Regions from separate parts of the Ovis aries genome. Here region 1 is linked to region 2. The links are chromatin contacts, called in public Hi-C maps. All regions are on one chromosome and are shown on one strand. Each heading gives the region's core, a stretch centred on a gene start, on an enhancer-like site or on the middle of the called end of the contact. The rest is flanking DNA. Distances are from core to core; before and after follow the strand shown. Region 1 holds the start of ACSS1 (acyl-CoA synthetase short chain family member 1). Region 2 holds the start of CSTL1 (cystatin like 1).

Evidence for each region. Hi-C and Micro-C count contacts between places; a contact is called where the count stands out from the background.
Region 1: a contact with region 2 is called in a Hi-C map of hypothalamus, with 5 times the contacts expected there. The contact joins the promoter of ACSS1 here to the promoter of CSTL1 in region 2. A contact is called at or near these places in 4 of 16 Hi-C or Micro-C datasets (hypothalamus, mesenteric adipose tissue, omental adipose tissue and 1 more).

The regions. Positions count from the first base shown.
Region 1 is chr13:42,228,183-42,231,493 of ARS-UI_Ramb_v3.0, reverse strand. It overlaps ACSS1 (acyl-CoA synthetase short chain family member 1), which reads left to right and starts at 1,414. Exons shown (of 13, transcript XM_042229650.1): 1 at 1,414-1,738. The coding sequence starts at 1,447.
Region 2 is chr13:41,638,934-41,642,275 of ARS-UI_Ramb_v3.0, reverse strand. CSTL1 (cystatin like 1) reads right to left here and starts at 1,291. Exons shown (of 3, transcript XM_027976423.3): 1 at 1-1,291.

The sequences.
Region 1 (3,311 bases), core at 165-2,664, 590 kb before region 2:
AAATTGAGGCGGGAGTGGGGTTGCTGCCCAGCACGTGTTTATTTCTTAGGGCTCAGCGTCCTCATATGTTCCACTTGGGAGCTGAGAGTGGGCATGACTTGATAGCACCAGATAACTTTTAAATTAAGTAGAAAAATGCAGGTCAAGCACTTGGCACAGAGCAGCGCCCATGTGTAAGTGCTAACTGTTCTCATTGGACCCCAGCACCCGCAGCCTTAAAAAGCAGGCACCATGTGCAAGCAGGCAAGTGCACGCAGGCGCACAGGAGAGGGGGCACACACACACACACACACACACACACACTGGGGCTGACAGCAGAAGTTCCTCTTACAGCTAATGGGCTGGAACTCAACCAACCAACTTTCAAAATTCCCCTCTCCCTTCTGTTTATCTTATTTATTATGTGTTTAGTTTGTGGGTGTTGTGATATTCGAGTCTGGCTGAGGCAAGTTTCTGTGGGTTCCCTTCTATCTTTCCTGGCTTGATAACTGGGACATAGCCTCCATTCCCGGGCTTCCTGGGTACAGCTGGGGGAGAGAGATATCATGCGTTTCCCCCTCCCCAGGGCTGCATAAGAATAAATGAGTTGGTGTCTGAAACTTGCAGTCTGGGAGGGACACCCAGGGAGCTCAGTAGCCGGGGTGGTGTAGGCACAGAGACCTTTAAGGAACTCACCCGAGGTCAGAGAGCTAGAAACGTCAGGTTTTGAACCCAGGACACAGAAGCTGTAGCAGCAGGCCGAAACCCCCGGGCGTTTGCTTCGTTGCCACAGGAATGCGGTGGACCCTAGACCACCTCCCTGGGTACCCCCACGGCCTCTTGGGTAGAGGACCCCACTTAGTCCACGGAGCAGGGGTGCTGCTTGTGTGTGTATATTTTGGCCGGGGTCCGGTGCAGGCAGACCTGCGTGTTCCTTTTCCAGGGCGCACGAAGAGACGAACGCCTTCGGCCTCTGAGATGCTGAATGGACCTAACTGGTGGTTCGCTGGCTCCGTGATCGCTCCCGCACTCGGAAGAGCCTGCGTCCCCGGGTTCCCCATCTTTGCGGTTCCCCGCGCCGCGTAGCCGTCGGAGCTGGAGGACGCACCGGTTCAAGCGCCGGCAGCCCGCCCCGGGACCCCGTACCCTGCGCTCCGGGAGGCCCCCCTTCCCCAGCTGCTCCCCCTCCTTTGGCGCTCAGCTCTGGAGCGCAAGCTGAGGGATTGGGAGGGGCGGGGCGGGGGCGGTGCCTGAGGGCGGGCCCGGGGCGCTGGCCGGAGGGGCGGGGCGGGGGCGGAGCCAGGGAGGGGCGCGAGCGCGCGAGGACTGGGAGAGGGAGCGGGATTGGGCGAGGGCCGGGGCGTTGGCAGGAGGGCGGGGCCTGGGGCGGGGCGGGGCCGGGGCGGGGCGCGGGCACGCGGGCGCCCGGTTGCCACAGGGCTCTGAGGCGCGGGACTCTGAGGCGCGATGGCGGCGCGCTGCTTGGGCCGCGGCGTCGGGCGGCTACTGGGGGGCCTCCGCGGGGTGGGGGTGCGGGCGCTGGCGGCCCCGCGGCTCTGGAGCAGCGCCTCCGCCCCCGCAGCGCCGCCCGGCTCCTACCAAGAGCGAATCAAGCTGGCAGCTCGCGAGCCCGCCGCCTTCTGGGGGCCGCTGGCGCGGGACGCTCTCGTGTGGGACACCCCCTACCACACGGTGAGCGACTGCGACTTCCGCAGCGGCAGGATCAGCTGGTTCCTGGGAGGCCAGTTAAACGTGTCTGGTGAGTGGGCCTGGGGACCGGGGCGCCCCAGCTCGCGCGCCCAGGGGACCCCGAGCCCGGCGTGCGGCGGCTCCACACGCTCCCTCCTCGGCGCTCCGGCATCGCTCCCCGGCAAGCGACGCGGCCACCCCCCCCCCCCCCCCCCGCCGGCCCGGCCCCGACTCCTCGGTCGTGGCTCGCGCTCCCCGGCGCCCCCCCCCCCCGCCCCGAGTCTAACGGTGGCCCCCACCGGCCCTAACACCGAGCGTGCCGCACGGGGGGTGGAAGGCAAGGGGCGCGCCAGGAGCAGGACTTCCCGCCCCCGGGGCCGGCCGGCGACAGAACCGAAAAGCTTCTGGCCGTTGTTACCGCCAGGTGCCGGCCGGCGACCCGCCTGGGGAGCAGCCCTGCCCATGTAAACAAACGGGGCTTCGCCGGGTGGCGGGGAGGAGGAAGCCGCCCCGGCAGCCGGAGTCAGCCCGCGGGCGGGCGGGCGGGCGGGAAGGAAGCAGCAGTGGGACCTACCCGCTCTCAGTTTCACCTTCACCCCGAAGACCCAGGGGGCCGGTCTTCCGAGGTCTCAGAAGCCAGCTCCATCGCCAGTCTGACCTCTCTGGCCCCTACTGGAGATTGAATCCCCTACGGTTCTGTCCAGACTTGGGACTGGGGTTCACACTGCCAGCCATGCCCCTGCCCGCCAGGGGCAAAAGGCCCAGCAACTAAGGGAAGAAGGAGGCAGGCTAGGCCTGGAGTGTGAGCAGCCAGATGCGGGGGCGGTCAGAGGGGCTGCCTGTCAAGGAGGAAGTGGGTAATGGGATAGATGGGAGTCTAGGGGCTGTTTAAGGAAAGGTCTTCCTGACCAAGGCCTGAACTGGGCAGTGGGGTCTAAGTGTCCAGGTTCCACTTCTTTACTGGTCCAGTTTTTCTGTTCCTCTGAGTTTCAGCATTCTCCTGTGTAGACTGCTGCTGCTAAGTTGCTTCAGTCGTGTCTGACCCTGTGAGACCCCATAGACGGCAACCCACCAGGCTCCCCCATCCCTGGGATTCTCCAGGCAAGAACACTAGAGTGGGTTGCCATTTCCTTCTCCAATGCATGAAAGTGAAAAGTGAAAGTGAAGTCGCTCAGTCGTGTCTGACTCTTAGCGACCCCATGGACTGCAGCCTACCAGGCTCCTCTGTCCATGGGATTTTCCAGGCAAGAGTACTGGAGTGGGGGCCATTGCCTTCTCTGCCTGTGTAGACTAGAGGGCACAATACCCACCTGAGGGGCTGGGTTGTGATGACCAGGCACACAGGGTATGGAACAGGCCCAGTACTTACTAGTGAGCAATAAGTGGTAGTGATTTTGACTCGTGAAATTTAGAAGTAGCCAGAGTTACAGGTAGTTTCTTGCGGTTATTTTTCAAGCAAAGATATTTAAAGGAACTTTGGACCAGACTTTTTTTTTTTTTATATTGTATATTGCTTTGCTGGTTTAATAAAAATGACTCAGTAGATAAGTGTCTTCTCTAAAATTGAGTCAGCACAAAGTGTCCTTGGACTAGTGGGAGAAAAACTAAACCCTTAGGTTTGCAGGGTTGGTGGAATGCACCCT
Region 2 (3,342 bases), core at 42-2,541:
TATGCCTAAGGGGAAAAAAAAGAGCCTTGGTCACATCTGTGAAATGAGGAAGTAGCAGTGCTCTAGTCCTTTCCAAGAGTAAGGATGAAACAGGGCAAGATCGTGGACCAATGGGAACACAGCATCCTGGTCCTGTCCACGGAAAGTGAGGAACAGGGACTGGACGACATCCCTGGGGCAAGACGAGTCAGGCAGCAGTGTTCCATTCACAAATCAGAGGGCTGAGATGGGTTGTTTCCACAGTTAAGGGAGAAGTTGAGGGCTTAGTCATGTCCATGTGATAAGTGGAAAGCAGAGGTGGTCCTGTCCATGGTAAAAGGGGGAACCAGGGCTTGGTGAAGACCATGGAATGGGGGGAAGGTGGAACATGCTGCCGGGAAAAGCAACAACTTACTGTCCGTAAAATAAGGGCAAATGGGGGCTCATCATGTCCATGAAACATGGTACAACTAGCAGAAGAAGAACACTCATAAAACTCACAGAAAGGGAAAGCCTGAGGCCCAGTTGCTGTGTGTGGTTATGGGACAGTTGGGTGAAAACTGGAAAGATACGGCGTGGCAGGGGAGTAAGGGGGATCTGAAGCCTGGGCAAGTCTACAAGGTCAGAGGAAGGGGCCTGATCACATCCAGTGACAGAGCCTGAATAGACCACGCTGGGCAAAACCACTGCTCATCGCGCTATGGTCTGACTGGACATCTGAAGTGGGGGTGCCTTTGGTCCCCGAAGTGGAGCAGGTCCTGGGGCAGGGGGAGTCACATGGCTGGTGAGAGCCGAAGCGCTAGGGTGTCCGGCAGGTTCCAGGACAGGCTGTTCGGGAGCAGGCAGCCAGGTAGAGAGCACTCCCGCCTGGCCAGGCTGGGTGCAGACATCCTATGGGGTGGCTGTTGGTCTGATCTCACCATGGGGCCTGGGCCACTGTGAGGGGGACACCGCCCAGCAGGAGCTGAGTGTTGAGGTGGGGAGGCCTCGCCACTGTTGCTTGGCTGAGCTTCACCTTCTGAGTATGTAAAGTCAGTGTCACAGTAAAACAGCCTGTGCATGTTGAATCATAAAAGGTACAGAAGTGCCGGCCCAGTGCCTGGGGCTGTTTGCACAAGAAGGAGCAGGCAGGTGGAACGGCCCTGGGCTGCCGGCCATTCCTTTCCTCCATTGCTCTGGAACGACTGGCCTGGGGCTGGGACATGGGTCAAGGTGTTGCACTCTCCTAGCGACCTGCTTGCTCCTGAGCCTCCCCTCCTCACTTTGGGGGAACAAATGAGCCCCTCCAAGCAACAGGCTGGCCCCTCTGGGTTCTGCTTTCCACCATCTTCTTGTTTGGTTTGTGTTTGACAAGCTCCTCCTTGTCCTCTGAACAGTCCTGCTCTGGCCTGGCTGCTGACCTGGATAGAATCCAGGCAGGAAGCCAATCGATTTGTGGTTCATCCTACTGCCAGAAGCCCTTCAAAGCAAGCCCAGCAGGGAGCAGCCTGAGCTGGATGAATGCCTGCCCAGAACGCTCCCAATGGAGGCTATAGAAGGCACTGCCGGCCGCCAGCGGATGCCCTGGTCCCTGGGCTGAGGCAGAAGGATGTGGCTGACCCTGGCCAGAGGCTTGCTGGTCCCCCATGTGCAGGCCAGCAGCAGACTGCCAGCGGTGGCAAGGCACCACCCTGAAAGCCCCAGGGGACGTTTGCTCTTTCCAGACTAAGACACCTAAGAAACCACGGGGCTCAGGAGGTCAGAGGTCACAGGGCCAGGCATTTTGTCTCCATGGGACTTCTGCCTGGGGTGGTGGGTTTTTCACATGCCTTTGTCCTCATGCAAGCCTTCTACAGATGGTGTTCATAATCCTGTGATGTTGGTTTATCAGCTCCTAAGCAGGCAGGCTATAGTGAAGGATAAGGACGCGTGCTGCAGTTCACGGAAGTCATTTGTAAAAGAATGAAACTAGAACACTTTCTAACACCATACACAAAAATAAACTCAAAATGGATTAAAGATCTAAACGTAAGACCAGAAACTATAAAACTCCTAGAGGAGAACATAGGTAAAACACTCTCCAACATAAATCACAGCAGGGTCCTCTATGACCCACCTCCCAAAATACTGGAAATAAAAGCAAAAATAAACAAATGGGACCTAATTAAAATTAAAAGCTTCTGCACAACAAAGGAAACTAGAAGCAAGGTGAAAAGACAGCCTTCAGAATGGGAGAAAATAATAGCAAATGAAGCAACTGACAAACAACTAATCTCAAAAATATACAAGCAACTCCTGCAGCTCAATTCCAGAAAAATAAACAACCCAATCTAAAAATGGGCCAAAGAACTAAATAGACATTTCTCCAAAAAAGACATACAGATGGCTAACAAACATATGAAAAGATTTTCAACATCACTCATTATCAGAGAAATGCAAATCAAAACCACAATGAGGTACCATTTCACGCCAGTCAGAATGGCTGCGATCCAAAAGTCTACAAGCAATAAATGCTGGAAAGGGTGTGGAGAAAAGGGAACCTTCTTACACTGTTGGTGGGAATGCAAACTAGTACAGCCACTATGGAGAACAGTGTGGAGATTCCTTAAAAAAACTGAAAGTAGAACTGCCTTATGACACAGCAATCCCACTGCTGGGCATACACACTGAGGAAACCAGAATTGAAAGAGACACGTGTACCCCAATGTTCATCGCAGCACTATTTATAATAGCCAGGACATGGAAGCAACCTAGATGTCCATCAGCAGATGAATGGATAAGAAAGCTGTGGCACATATACACAATGGAGTATTACTCAGCCATCAAAAAGAATACATTTGAAAGTTCTAATGAGGTGGATGAAACTGGAGCCTATTATACAGAGTGAAGACTCTGGCATTGAAACATGTAGAATATCATATAAGAATCGAATTGCCAGTCCAGGTTTGATGCAGGATACAGGATGCTAGGGGCTGGTGCACTGGGATTACCCAGAGGAATGGTACAGGGAGGGAGGTGGGAGGGGGGTTGAGGATGGGAAACACATGTACACCCGTGGTGGATTCATGTTGATGTATGGCAAAACCAATACAATATTGTAAAGTAATTAGCCTCCAATTAAAATAAATTTAAATTAAAAAAAAGAGTAGGACATGACTTAGCGACTGAACACCACCAACAAAGCAGGCTATGTGACTTAAATAGTGGTCAAGACCCATCCTGAAAACAAAGAAAGGGGACCCAGGCCCTAAAGGCCACTGGTGGCCATTGACTGGTTTCCTGTGAACATACCTCCATTCTCTCCAGGCAAACAGCAGCAAAAGCTGAAGAGGATCCAGACTTTGCTGCTGTAACCTTCAAGTCTTCAAGTTCTTTGCTCGTGTT